Regions from separate parts of the Mus musculus genome. Here region 2 is linked to region 1. The links are chromatin contacts, called in public Hi-C maps. All regions are on one chromosome and are shown on one strand. Each heading gives the region's core, a stretch centred on a gene start, on an enhancer-like site or on the middle of the called end of the contact. The rest is flanking DNA. Distances are from core to core; before and after follow the strand shown.

The links. Hi-C and Micro-C count contacts between places; a contact is called where the count stands out from the background.
Region 2: a contact with region 1 is called in a Hi-C map of stem cell-derived neural stem cells, with 2.3 times the contacts expected there. The contact joins the enhancer-like site here to the promoter of Zfp354a in region 1. A contact is called at or near these places in 5 of 39 promoter capture datasets (embryonic stem cells, hippocampal neurons, liver and 1 more), 19 of 484 Hi-C or Micro-C datasets (the HL-1 cell line, the N1E-115 cell line, adipose-derived mesenchymal stem cells and 9 more), 5 of 115 datasets of contacts at active chromatin or transcription factors (astrocytes, embryonic limb bud, embryonic midbrain and 2 more) and 1 of 9 other capture datasets (macrophages).

What each region holds. Positions count from the first base shown.
Region 1 is chr11:51,054,954-51,062,276 of GRCm38.p6, forward strand. It overlaps Zfp354a (zinc finger protein 354A), which reads left to right and starts at 4,272. Exons shown (of 5, transcript NM_009329.4): 1 at 4,272-4,449; 2 at 5,119-5,201; 3 at 5,907-6,033; 4 at 6,450-6,545. The coding sequence starts at 5,169.
Region 2 is chr11:51,535,163-51,542,485 of GRCm38.p6, forward strand. The region is part of intron 5 of Col23a1 (collagen, type XXIII, alpha 1); the gene reads left to right. Among named protein-coding and RNA genes, the nearest start is that of Phykpl, 46 kb to the right of the region's middle. Within about 2 kb of position 4,694, at least 38 of the 459 cell types and tissues checked have an H3K27ac peak or open chromatin away from gene starts, as enhancers often do. A contact at or near this core is called in stem cell-derived neural stem cells, where this site is marked.

The DNA of each region.
Region 1 (7,323 bases), core at 3,022-5,521:
AAAGAAAACAGTCCTAAGGGAGGTGTGGTGGCTGTCCCCTGTGCTCCTAACACTCCAGGGACTAAGGCAGAGGGATCAAGATTTTGATGCCATAACATTTTCTTTTGTTATGCATAATTGCACAACTTTTCAAAACTGCATATCAAACAAGCAAACAAGCAAGCAAAGCCATATCTCTCCTAAATACAGAAAAGACTGAAGGAAAATCGCAAGTGGGTACTGGCATCAGACACATGTGGCCATCAACCAATAATGAGAATTTGGATTATAAATTCTCCCAGGGGAGAACTAGGCTCCAGACTCAATGCCTTGGTGTTGTTGTAAATGCTATTGATTAACTCCATTCATTCTTATTATGACCCAGCCAGCCCCTTAAATAGAAATTTCTGGTTTCTTTGGAAACTCAGTCATGCCATATAATGTTTTGCTGGGCCAGACAAGTGAAAGGATAAATGATGCTTAGAAAAGATATAAATCTGTGGGAGGAGGCTCTGGCACTGCGTCTCCATCACTGATCTTTGCTGGTTGTGACTGCATAGAGAGCAGCTAGCCGAAGAACTTCTTGTGATAGTCTGGGGGCATCTTTCCACTTTCGTGGACTTGGGCTGATTGGCAGAGCTTCGTGGTTTCCTCTGGATTGAACTGCCTTTACTTGCTGATTCGTGAATGGTGATTGCCCAGTGGGCTGGATTGCTGCTGCTGATTCGTGTTGGCGTTTTGCTAGACGACTTGGTTGCTGACAAGGAGGATTGGAATCCCCCCACCCAAAGAACTATTTCTAAACAGGTCCACAACCTGTTTCCTATTAACTTTTCTTTTCCACTCCCTCTATTGAGTGGTGGCCTAAAAGGAAGGCTGAAGCATTTAAGAACCCTCATTAGTGTAGGTTTTGAAAAATCTAAGCCATCAAGCCTCCCAATAATTGAGATTGAGGCCTATAATTTATTTTAATCAGCTTAGCACAATTACTGTGTGATTACCCCTAATCTATTTTTATATATGCTAGATTGGCTAATTCCCAGCTGTGCTCCCCAAGTTAGTTGCTTGGTCTCACCCCAGCTGCTTTCTTGCTCCATCAGCCTGTCCTCAGGGTAGACTTCTTCTGGCCACATGCTCATGGTCCATCCCATCTAATGGTGGTCTCCTTATCTCTCTCCTCCCATTCTCTATTTTCCTTTCCAGCTCTCTCTCTCTCTCCTTGTGGTCCCTCCTCACTACCTCCACCAGGTAACTGAAATCCTGTCTACCTCTACTCTCCACAGTGACTGGCTATAGGCATTTTTATGTAACCAATGGCTTAAAATTGGGGAGGAAGGTTTACACAGCAAAGATCAGTGTATGTGAGAATTCACTCATCTGAGGGTAGCAAGATCTTGGGGTTCAGAATTTAGCATTTGTATACATAGCATCAGACCAACCCTAAACACCTTAGGGTTTAGCAGTCCTTGACACAGTAATTCTGTTTCAAGAAACGGAAGAAAACCATCTTCAAAGATAAACTTCAAGGATGTTGACAGAATAAAAAAGAAAGCCTTAAGATAATATTAACAACTAGAAATAAAACTTTACTTGAATACCTTGAAGTAAATAAGCCTCAGATAAGAGCTTTGAAAGTTACTGAGCTGCAACAAATACATTGTGGCTTCAGTTGTAACTGAAGCAGATGTGAATGGTGACAGGTTAAGCTTGGCTTCTAAGTGCTGATAAAAGAATCAAAACCCTAACTACTAATTTCTGCTCTGTGGCACCAAGAAACTGGAGTGGGGCTGGGCTGGGTGTATTTATAATTTTTTTTGTGTGACTGACAATACCTACTAGCCTGGCCTGGGAGAGTCTGCCACTTCAGCTATCTAGGAGTCTGAGGCAAAAGAATTCAAAGTTCAAGGCCAGCTTTTGCAGAGTGAGGTCAATGTTAGCCTAGCCAATTTGATGAAACTCTGTCTCAAAAGTTAAAAGAGGGCTGGTGTTTAAAAAAAAAATGTTTTTTTTCTTCTATCCCCTGCTCTAGGAATGACAACTCTGGGACTAATTATTTATTATTAGTTGGTTAGGCCATAGCTTTGGCTCATTCTCTGACTAGCTTGTAGCTTACTTAACCCATTCAAACTATTCTGTCTACCACTTAGTTACCTGTCCTTCAGGCTCAGCTGCTGCTTTTTCACATCTCTCTCATCATCTCCTTTTATTTTTTTCCCACTATTTCCCAGAATCCTGTCTCTTCCTGCCAGTGTCCCACCTCCTATTTCCTGCCTCAGCTCATTGGCCATAGTCTTTTTTATTGACAGATGATGCGCGTAAGCGATTTTCTCTACAGAGTGGGGATGTGGCTCAGGGGTGGAATGCTTGTCTAGCCTGCTAGAGGCTCAGGTTCATTCTCCAGTACCACCACCAAATTAATTAAAATAAAATGTTTTGCATGTATTTATTGTGCATATATGAATGTATGTGGCACAGTGTATGTGTGAGGTCAGTCTCTCTTTTCACTATGTGAGTTCCTAGAATTGAATTCAGGTTACCAGGCTTGGCAGGGAGCGATTCACCACTGAGTCTTCTTCCGGGTCCTCATAAATAAAAAATTCTAAAACAATTATCTGTTGGCTCTTCCTGTAATGTCTCTGTCCTGATTGCTATGGATTGTCAATTTCATTAGATTGAGGGGTACCCAAAAGCTTGCTAAAGCCCATATCTGGTTGCGTTGATAAGCCGTATCCACGGAGGAGTCCATCATAAGGGCTGTTACATACACAATGACTTAACCCATTGATGGACTCAGTCTTTCAACCAGTTTTGGGGTGTTATGGAGCTGTAGGGGGTGTGGCCTGGCTAGAGAAGATGGGTTTCTAGGGATGTCCTTGAAGGGTCTATTTTGGCCCCACCCCTTCCTGTTAGCTGCTCTTTGCTTCCTGGCTGCCTTCAGCTCCACGGCTTTCATCTTCCTTGTCCTTCTGTGACATTCTGCTGCCTTGCTCTGAGCCGACAGTCAATGGAGTCAGTCAGGCGAGGACTTTAACCTGCCAACCACGGCCCCAAACTGGCCCTTTATTTTAGACCCTTAAGTTATTCTTCTCAAGTGAGTGTCACAGCCACAAAACTACAACTGCTACAATTCTGCCTCTCCTGAGTTGTTGCCTCAACCCCGTGCTTCATTCTTGTCTGCCCAGGCTGCCCTTGCTTTGCCCTACCCTTCTTTTGTTGTTTGTCTTTTCTTCTTTTTTGTTTTTTGTTTTGTTGTTTTTTTGTTTTGTTTTTGGTCTTATTACAGGTATCTTCTAGATCCCTATCTAATTATGTTCGTGGCTTGTTGTCTGGTTCTTGCCTTTTACAAAAAATAAAGTACTTCAGGATAATGACATTTGTTTTATTCAGTTTTTCAAATGGCTCATAATAGGGCTTGGTGCGTGACCGTTAGAACACAGACTGTACAGCGTACTCTGAAAAGTCAGACCACACACTCCTGTAGTCTCTCCCTCTTTGGACTGAGAGTTGATACAAGCAATGTGCTGTGACATTGACAAGGCTCACAGAGCTAAGTTATCTCTCTCTTCCTCTCTCAGCTGCCACCCTAGCTCCAACAGACACCCCAGACAACCTTGAGTTATAACTTAGCTTGCATCTACTGCCTTCCTACCTTTTCTTTTGACTCCTGGCACACAAGTTGGGCCATGTGTCAACACAAACTTCCCCAAACTTGTAAGAATACAGAATTCCTGTCCTTGGGAGCTGAAGGATATTTGATAAGCTTTGCCCGTCAGATCTCCATCGTGGCTGCCTTCAGCCTGATTCTAATAACTTCCCCCCTCCCCGCTGTTGTTATTTGTGGGAAAAGAAGAATTTTAAGGACATTTATTACTTGTGTGTATGAGTGAGTGTGTATGAGCATGGAATGCATCCGCTGCCCGGAGATGCCAGAAGGGGGTATTGGAACCCAGGCACTGCAGTTACAGGCCATTGTGAGCAACTGATATGGGTAGTGGGGATTGAACCTAGGTCCTCAACAAGAGCAGCAAGGACTCTTAAACCGCTGAGCACCTCTCCAGCCCTACTAATACCTTATAAAAAAAAAAAAAAAAAAAAAAAAAAAAAAGCTCTTCTAAAGGGTACTTCGTGCCAGCTTCCTTTCCACTAACCTGCAACATCTTTTATTATTTACCTAACAAGCAGGTGTTTGATTCCCGGTGTCCACTCTGACCTTCCAAGTAATCTGTGCATCAGACAAACCGAGGAACTTCAAATCCCAGAATCCCTGTGTCTCGAAGTGGACTACATTTCCCAGAGGGCTCCGCGGCCACCACCCTCTGGACCCCAAGATCTGACCCCCCCGTGAGCCTTCGCGGGTCTTAGGGCGTCTGTGGCGCGGCTCGAGGCTAGGGGCCAAGGTCCCCGTGCAGAGTCCTTACCCGCGGCGGCTCAGAGCATATGTGAGGCGCGGCGGGAGCCGGAGGAGGGAAGGTGAGTGAAGGCTCGATATGTTCGGACGTCAGACAGGGGCTGGGCTGGGTTTGGCTCGGCGGCCTCCTGCGCGTCCCCCTCCCCAGAACGCGCGCTCCCAGTGGCCTTGGCTCTGGACTGCAAGTGACCTGCTCCCCACCGCCCGGGCAGTGACCACGCAGGCTGTGTTTTCCGTGCAGCTCTCTTGTCCTGGGCTACTATTGGTCCCCTTTCTGGAGTTTTCCCCTGGTATTCTGGAAATCGATCTCTGACAGCAGCAGTGCAGTCGGGTGGGCAACGTGTTATAAGGAAGAACACCGTCCCTGCCCGTGGTCAATCTGAGGGGGCAAAACCGGAGGCGCCCCCACTGTGGCCGCATTCAGACTTCAATTTCCTTCCCAAAGGGGCTGGAAAGTGCCTGCTGAGATGTGGTGAACAGTCTAAGGGTGTTCACATGGGAGCTCAGTGAGTCCCCTCGGTTATGGAGTACAGTGTCGCCTGAATCTTGCTTCTGGACATCCACGGACAAGAAGACTGGTGACTTGTCGATTCTCTGATGCCCACCCCCAGCTCCTGGTTCCCTCTCTTGAGGCAGAAGAGCCAGGCTCAGATGATGGGACACTTTCGGAGATGCTGCTTCTGACAGGTGCCGAGCAACAGGTACTACTCCTTTCTTCTTTCCACCCTCAGATCCTCCCTCATCTTCACCCATCTTTGGAAGAAGAACCTTCAGAAAGAAGATGGCTCCTGAGCAATGGGAAGCGACATCTCAGGTAAGCACCTTGCCGGTTCATTTCGTAGCAGAAGGAGCGGATTTTGTTTGGTTTTCCTTCTGACAGTTATCCACGCAGTTCAGCCTTCACCGGGTTTCATCGCCCATGCCCTCCTTGGAGCAGTTGGTCCTCCCTCCGTGGGTGGTGGATTCTGTGGGGAGCACACCCCATGTTCACAGTTCCAGTCTTATGTATCTCTTGATAGACAGGCTATTGTTGCCTGGTGCCAGTCTGGTGTATGCCTACAAATTCCACAAGTAACTTGCCAGGTACCTGGGACAGAATACACATACGTACTTGAGAAAATTCCTTTTTTTTCTGGTCCTGCCTCCCGCACTTGTCTGTTTCATTCTCTGCCCTTACCAAAATTGGTTTTCTATTTTTTTCTTCTTTCTTCTTGACAATCCTTATGTTGTTCACCAAGCCTTCTCCAGTCTGTGGTGGTTGGTTGGTTGGTTGGTTGTTGTTGTTGTTTTTCCCACTTTATGGTTTTATCTTTTGCTTGTACAATTTCCATGAAAGTTTTTTTCTTATCGTGTATGTATGTATGATGTGGTGTGCATACATGTGTATATGCGTATTCTCATGTACTTGGTCACGTGTTTGGATGGCTGTATCTCTGTGTGAGGATATACATCTGCACATGTGTGTCAAAGCCTGAGGCTATAGGGTGGCTTCTCCCATGGAGTTGTCTGTCCCTCACAGGTGTCGTTGACATTTGAAGACGTGGCCGTGCTCTTTACCCGGGATGAGTGGAAGAAGCTGGTTCCCTCTCAGAGAAGCCTGTACCGTGAGGTGATGCTGGAGAACTACAGCAACCTGGCCTCGCTGGGTAAGAGAGTGCCCTGTGGGCAGAGACTCACAAGCGAGACCTCGTGCCTTCTCTTCCAAATGGAGATTTCATTGTGAAATCTTAGCAGAGTTTTGCCTTCAGGCCTTACAAATATGACCTTATAAGTAAGCATTGACACACACTTTGCACAGCAGGCCTGGAACTGCCCATGTGCAGTGGAGCGGGCGTGGCAGTGAGGGCACCGCTTCCCTTGGTATGAAGCAAAGGTTCATAGTCTGGGCATCTTCCCAACCAGCAGTCATTCCATGCTTGCTTGGTTCATCTCTCAGCAGAGAGCTTTGTTCCATCTCTGGAACCTCTTGCCCATCTCCTTTGCTATGTGTTTTTCTGCAAAGGGCCTTGTGAGGGAAACATTTGAGGCTTCTGGTTACTGAGCTCATCTTGTCTACAAGCAGGATTCCCGTTTACCAAACCAAAAGTGATCTCCCTGCTGCAGCAAGGAGAGGATCCCTGGAAGGTGGAGGAAGAAGGCCCTGGAGGCTTCTCTCTCGGTGAGTGTGTGCGCAGGCCTGGCAGTCTCTGCAGGCTCCAGTGTGGTGAATAAGGAGAGGGTGCAGCTTAGAGTGTGGGTTGGGAAATGTCTTCAGGTTCTCAGTCCACAAGAGATGGCCGGGGTGGAGGGGGTGGGAGGCTGGAGAGACAGCTCAGTGGTTAAGAGCACTGACTGCTCTTCCAGAGGTCCTGAGTTCAAATCCCAGCAACGACATGGTGGCTCCCAACCGTCTGTAATGAGATCTGACACCCTCTTCTGGTGTATCTGAAGGCAATGACAATGTCTTATCTGTAATGAGATCTGACACCCTCTTCTGGTGTATCTGAAGGCAATGACAATGTCTTATATATATAAAATAAATAAATCTTTAAAGAAGAAAGAGGTGGTCAGGGACTGGGATGGAGCTCAGTGGTAAGAACACCTGTCTAACACACAAAAAGCCCTGGGTTCAACTCCCAGCACGCGCGTGCGCGCACACACACACACACACACACACACACACACCAATGAAACAAAGTAAACAAACAACTCAATAAATTATCCGTAAATTAGATAAGAGCAGTGGAGGGAAACTGAAATCTGGGCTAGCTCTGTTATTCTCTTCTGATCATGTCCCGAATGAATTTCTTGGGGTCTTTTTTTTCTTGTTGGTTGTTTCTGAGGAGGGCTGCGTTTTCAGAGCTCATTTAAGAAGTATGGTATATTTAAGGGATGATAAAGAACTCACTCAGGTTGGAGTTCAAAATGTAAAGGAAAAGGAAACGGTGGGAAGGCTA
Region 2 (7,323 bases), core at 3,444-5,943, 480 kb after region 1:
CGGTCTGTGATTTGGAGCTAATATTCAAGAAGGACGGAATGACCTTTGAACTGAGACTTCTGTGACAAGATGCAGAGATCTGAGGGGCAGGTGAGTACTCTCCGCAGAGGAAAACAGATGAGGGTACAGGTCATGGAGTTTAGAGCAAGCTTCGTATGTCAAGAGCCATCTGAGGCAAGGATGGGAAGAAGGAGAAGGCAAGTGACAGAGATAGGGTGAAAGGAGGAAAGGTGTCGGGGGACTGGAGAGATAGTCCAGCAGTAATGGCTGCTTTTGCAAAGGACCTGGATTAAGTTCCCAGTATAAGACGGCTCACAACCCCCTATAACTCCAGTGTTAGGGCATCTTCTGGCTTCCATGGGCTCATAACATGGTGCACATAAACTCATACAGGTGCACACATGCACATAAGTAAAAAATAAATCTTAAAAAGGAGGAGGAGTGTGGTGATCGCATCCAGGGGCTACATGATGTAGGCCCTTGTAGACTGGCAGTGGGGAACAAAGATTCCCCAAGCCCCATGCTGCCCGAACCCTCACAGTGCACCCTCTAAGCCATCAGTATCCCCTGAAGCGACTTCTGGCCCACACACACGTGCATACAAATGAGAGTGAGAGATGGGGAGGGGAAGGCTTATGTAGCTCACAGTCCTGGAGGCTCAGAGTCTATGATTGGGGCAGAGCCTTGGTCCAGCTTCTCTTCCATGAGCTCTCAGCAGCAAGCATGGGGCCCGGCTCCCACCTCTATGGATCCTGCTGGGGCCCTGTTGTTCCTTGTTCTTTGCCATCTCTGTTCAACCTTACTCTGCTTAGAAATCAGCTCCATCTACACAGCATTTCCAAACCCTGCTCTGTTCTCTCAGACAGACCCCCTAGCTTCTGCTCTGTCCGTGTTCCCTGTGCACACAGTGGAGGTAGCACCTCCATCTTCCACGCCTATTGTGCAAGGGACGACATTCCATGCCGAGCAGGCACAGGCAGTATGCACAAAGGGAAAGACCAAGCCACACGGTGTGGCCCCGCGTGTTCAGAGTTAGTGAGCAGTGGGCTGGGAGAGGAGAGAGATGCAGCCCGGCCAGCTCCTGTACCTACCTTCCAGATGAGACTGGAGCTCTGCAAGTCCCTGAAGAGTTCTGGGCAGCTCTGTGTGGGTTGACCCTCTCTGAGCCAAAACTCTGAAATATCTCCAGTCAGAAGCCTGTGATGTCAACAGGGTACCACAAGTGGAAAAATCCCACATCCGACCTGTGACGGTCACAGCACAGGTGGAGGGGCTGGGGAGGTGGCGCAGTGGTCAAAGAGCTTGTCTCAAGAGCTTGGGAAGCAGAGTTCAGATTCCCAGAACTCTCGGAAATGCCAGCTGACTGCAGTAGGCCAGCTGCAACCCTAGCTTCAGAAGGTAGAGACAGAATTGCCAGGGCAGGCTGGCTATCCAGACCAGCCACAGTGGTGGGCCTTGCAGTTCCCTTAAGAGACTGCCTTGGTGAATGAAGGAAAAGAAGGACCTAGAATGATTGCTTCTCAGCATCAACCTTGGGCCTACACATACACATGCATGCATACACACACATACACGTGCATGCATATACACACACATGCATGCACACACATACACATGCACACACATACACATGCACACACATACACATGCATGTACCCACATACACATTCATATACACACATACACATGCATGCATGCACACATGCATGCACACATACACACATACACTTGCATGCACACAGATACATGCATGCACACATACAGATAGAGAGACAGAGACAGACAGAGAGATAACTTGTAACACCATGACACATATCTCTAATCCAGGTCCTTGGGAGGCTAAAGCAGGAAGATCACAAATTTGAGGGCAGCCTGGGCTACACAGAGAATCCCAGGCCAGCTTAGACTATGAGACTCTGTCTCAAAACACCAAAAATTAAATTATAAATATAAAATAAGATTACCTTTGAGCTCTATGTATAAAATATATATGAGCCCTGTGTGAATTTCATTTAGAATCAAGTCCTGTCTTAGTTATCTGATTATGTGCACACAAATGCTCCGTGTATCCCAGGCTGGCCTTGAATTTCCTGCATAGTAAAGATGACCTTGAATCCCTGGTCTCCCTGCCTCCTCCATCTTGCAAGTACTAGGATTACAGACATTTGCCACGGAGCCTGCCAGAGTGTGTGTGTGTGTGTGTGTGTGTGTGTGTGTGTGTGTGTGTTTATGGTGTGTGTGTGTTTATGTCTGTGTGTGTGTCTCTGTGTGTGTGTGTCTCTCTCTGTCTGTGTCTGTGTGTATGTGTGTGTGGTGTGTGTGTCTCTGTGTCTGTGTGTGTGGTGTGTGTGTCTCTGTGTCTGTGTGTGTCTGTGTGTGTGGTGTGGGTGTCTGTGTCTGTGTGTGGTGTAGGTGTCTGTGTGTGTGTGTAGGTGTGTGTGTGTCGGTGTCTGTTTGAGTGTGTGGTGTGTGTGTGTCTGTGTGTGTGGTGTGGGTGTCTGTGTCTGTGTGTGGTGTAGGTGTCTGTGTGTGTGTGTAGGTGTGTGTGTGTGTCTGTGTCTGTTTGAGTGTGTGGTGTGTGTGTGTCTGTGTGTGTGGTGTGGGTGTCTGTGTCTGTGTGTGGTGTAGGTGTCTGTGTCTCTGTGTGTGTGTGTGTGTGTCTGTGTCTGTGTGAGTGTGTGGTGTGTGTGTCTGTGTGTGTGTGTATGTGTGTGTATATCTGTGTCTGTGGTGTGTGTGTCTGTGTGGTGTGGGTGTCTGTGTCTCTGTGTGTGTGTGTGTGTGCATGTGTGTGTGTGTGTGTGTGTTTGGCAGTACTAGAAATTGAAAATAGATTTTAATTGCACACTAGGCAGTCTTCCACTGTGCTCTACCTCCAGCCTCCGGAAATACTTCTGATGACCAGCATTTTAAATAATGTTTTCCTCCCACCACATGTTTTAAAGGTCTCCTGCTTTTGAGGCAGAGGCAGAAGGAAGGAGGAATCTCACCAGGAGAAGTCTACAGTAGTTTATTGACAAAGATAGAATTGAAAACTGAGATAGAAGAGTTGCCAGGACATGAGGCTCAGCCTGAGCAAAAACCTTCTGTTAGGATCTGGGGCCTGCTATATGGCTCAGCAGGCAAAGGTGCTTGCTGCGAAGCCAGACCACTAAGTTCACTCTCCAAGACCCCCATGGTGGAAAGAGAAAACCGACGCCTGGGAGTTGTCCTCTGACCTTCAAGTAATTACCACGACACTCTCAACCCGCACAACACACAATAAATAAACACAATAAAAAATTTTAATGAGGAATCAGATCTTCATGGGGCATGAGGCAGGTCCCACTGGAATCAGAAACCCTCACGCAGGCATCTCCCAGGACCGAGCACCACCCACAGGCCCCGTCTGGTTAAACTCACAGTACCCAGGGAGGCAGGACCTGCAAAGCCTCCAACATCAGTCAGGCATCGACAGCTGAGGTCCCAAAGGACAGAGTAAGCTGGGGGCTGAAATGTGGTCTTTGAGACAGGGCTCCAGCCTGGGACCAATTTCCAAGTGAATAACTCAATTGGACTGTTTGGAATTAATCAGGCGAACAAAAAAAAAAAAAAAAAAAAAAAAAAGCCATGACCACCACACACTCAGACGCTTCCTTACACTCTTCCAGTTCAAAAACAGCTTTGATTGTAAAAATGTAATTAGTTAAATGATTCATCTGTAATACCCCCCAAATTCATATGCTTTCTTAAATTCTAACATCCCCTGGCTCACTCCCATCTGACCCCTGCGGGGCAGCTCCCAGCCCCCAAGATGCTGGGCAGAGGGAGGAGGGGTGAACACCCACTTCCTGAGTCCCCCATAATAGTCCCCAGATTGGAACCTCAAAGACAGAGCCAGCTGGGCTTGCAGAAGAGGTCCTCCATACGGGCTTCCTTCCCAGCCTTCCCCCAGGCAGAACAAAACAGGTACTTCTTCAGTCCTGCCATGGTCGGGGTGAGGCTCTCCATTCCTCAGTTTCCCATCATGTCACGTGTGAGGCAGCCAAGGAAAGAGAGATGACCACAGGCAGTCATGGGGCCTGCGCTTTGGGTCCGCTGCTCAGGTTCCAGGGCCGCACACCCTCTCCTGTTTCTGCACCTTCCTGGTACAGGGGCCTCCTGCCCACAGGTCACTCTGGAAGAGGAAACAGTACCACAAGAGGCCAGCAGAGGAGAATGGGCCGGCTGCTTACTGGTTGCCAGCAACCAGCCATGGAGTGGTACCTGCAGACTGGCTGCTGCCTGGCACCTCTCTTCATTTCACCACACACAGCCTACTGCGTGGAGGAGCCTGTTCACAGAACTGGGCCAAGTCATAAAAAGACTGGGGAGAAGACAGTATGTGAGTAGGAAGCTGTTCCTGCCGCCTCCCATGACTTGAGAAAGAATGAGTTTGGGGTCCCCATAGACTGTGCGATCTCAGGCATATCTCACTCCTCATAGATATTATGTTCTTTGCATCCCTGGTAGCAATTAGGAGATCCAAGTGGATGGTTCCTGGGAGCTCCAGGACTGGGCACTCATACCGGGTTCAGTGAATGACAGTTCCTGTCGCTTAATGATCATTCAGTCCAGCAGGGGGAGCCCTTGAGGCTAGCAAGCTTTGCCTGGGTGAGCATACTAAGTACAGAGCCTCTAGCGCTGTGACACCAGGGCAGGAGTTGGCTTTCACTAGCAGATAACAAATCAAGGGCGCCCCCTAGTGCTCACCGGCGTTCAGACACCGGGGCTGGTGGGAAATTGGACCTTTCGTTCATGGAATCACTGTCATGTGTAAACATTGTTCAACAAACGTTTATTCTCAGCTCCGGGCAGTTTGGCATTTTACAGATAGTAGCAAGAAATCCATCCTAGAAGCCTACGACTGATCCAGAGAAAGATCCACAAGTCACCTAAGCTCCAGCTTCACATTAGGCTGTGGTCAGTGTCAAGAGGGTTTAGTAGCTGTGAGCACCTACCTACCTGCAAACCCACATCAGGCGGGGACAGGGCTGCAGCCTCAGGAAAGGGAGGTGTGATATAAGAACAAAAACTGAAGTAGGGGGCTGGGAATATAGCTGACTTTGTAGTCTGTGTGCCTAATATAAATAAGGCCTTGGGTTCTATGGGGATCCTCCCCCTTTTTTTTTTTTTGTAAAGATTTACGTATTTATTTAATGAATGTGAGTACAGTGCAACTGTACAGATGGTTGTGAGCCTTCATGTGGTTGTTGGGAATTGAATTTTTAGGACCTCTGTTCCCTCTGGTCAACCCCGCTCATTCTCGTTGGCCCGGCTGACTTAGTCCCTGCTTGCTCTAGCCCAAAGATTTATTTATTATTATACATAAGTACACTGTAGCTGTCTTCAGATGCACCAGATGAAGGCGTCAGGTTTCATTACAGGTAGTTGTGAGCCACCATGTGGTTGCTGGGATTTGAACTCAGGACCTTCGGAAGAGCAGTCAGTGCTCTTACCCGCTGAGCCATCTTGCCAGCCCTATGGGAATAATTCCTACGCCACATTAAAAAAAAAAAAAAAAAAAAAACAGTCATGAAAGCCAGGCTGTGGTGGTGTGCGCCTTTAATTCCAATACTTGGGAGACAGATCTCTGAGTTCAAGGCCAGCCTGGTCTACAGAGCAAGTTCCAGGACTGCTAGGGCTACACAGAGAACCCTGTCTCAAAAGAACACAAGCAAACAAACAAAAAACAGGCATTATGGTACTCACCTAAGCTATGTGAAACCCTTCCTCAACACAGAACAGCGACGAGCAAACACCTTTCATCTCAGCAGTAAACAGGCAGATCACTGAGTTTGAAGCCGGCCTGATCTACAGAGTGATCAGTGAGACCCTGTCTCAAAGAAAAAGAAAAGCCAAAAACCAAGCATAAGCCAGGTGGGTGCTGACAAAAGTGAGGTTCAGAAGTCCCCACCCCCAGACAGAGTCAGGCTGATAAGGAGCACTCGGTTGAGGCAGCCAGCCTCACTAAGGAGTCAACTGTGCCCTTCCTCTGATGTCTGAGTCCCAGGAGAGCCATCCTGCCCATTCCACTTCCCTATCCCAAAGGACACAAGCATCCAAGAAGAAATGGACAGCTTGTTCTTGAGGTCTAAGGGCAGGGGCGTAGCCAGCCTGTCATCCCATTCCTTGTCTGTCTGTTCAGAAAATCAGGGATGGACACGATCGATAGAGGAGGCTGGTCTGGGAGGGAGGCGAGTTGTGCTCAGGAGTACAGACCAGAGAGACCGTTCAGCTCCTGAAATGTGAGCTCACATGTACCACCTAATAAAGAAAAATATCATAATGTAAAAATTATGTACCATAAGAATATAACAATTATATTTGTAGATGATTAATATTGTTAATTTATATTTTATTTTAAGTTAGAATTTAATTCCTTTATATATTTTGATATTAATTATGTAATTAGTATACATAAGAATTATAGTTTTATATAATAGTATTTAGAATATATAAATAAATATAAGAACTAGAAACCTGCCAACAGGAAAGCGTACGAGCTGGGGCGTGGGCTAGGTGGACTGCGTGAGTCTGAATGAAGTCCTGCACGTCAGCCCATGCAGGGCAATCCTCACAGCAGATCCAAGAAAAGCTGAGAATCCAACTTTGCTGTGTACTTTAGAGCCATACAGTTTGCAACCTTGTTGCTGGTGGTGTTACTTTTTATGCCTATGTTGTCTACAGAAATCAAGAAAGATCCGTGCTGCAGCTCGGGGTAGGAGAGCTGGGGTGGGAGGGAGGGAGGCCGGTGGTGCACTGCCTCCTGTGAATCAGTCCTGCACACAAAAGAAGGAGGGAGAGCAGCCTAGGAGATCCTGCGTGAGTAGACAGGGAGAACAGAAACAGGTACCTCCATCAGACCACAGACAAAGCAGGGGCTTGGCCTGGATATGGTCAAGGGGCTCTGCTCGTGAACCAGGAGGCACAGAACACACACAGAGCCTCCGTCAACTGTGAGCTATCTCTGTCACTGGTCCCTGGATCCACAGTAGAGTCCAAGTCACACAGCAGGCTGTTTGGGGCTGAAAGGATGCCCCAGCCTGTGTACTATGTCCAGTGCTCCCTGGCACACAAGCATCTCAGAGAGGCACAGCTCAACTCCCCAGTCTCAAACTCCATTCTTCCACACCCACTGGGAATCAAGGCCCTTTATTCCCTCTCCCCGAAGAGGGGCAATTTTTCCTGATACCTGACAAGGTAATCGTGTTCCTCCGCACCAAATACCAGGAAAGGGTGAATAAGTAATTTAAGCAGATATTTGGGATCAGTTCAAAGGCTTAGTCCTTTAAATACCTTCTC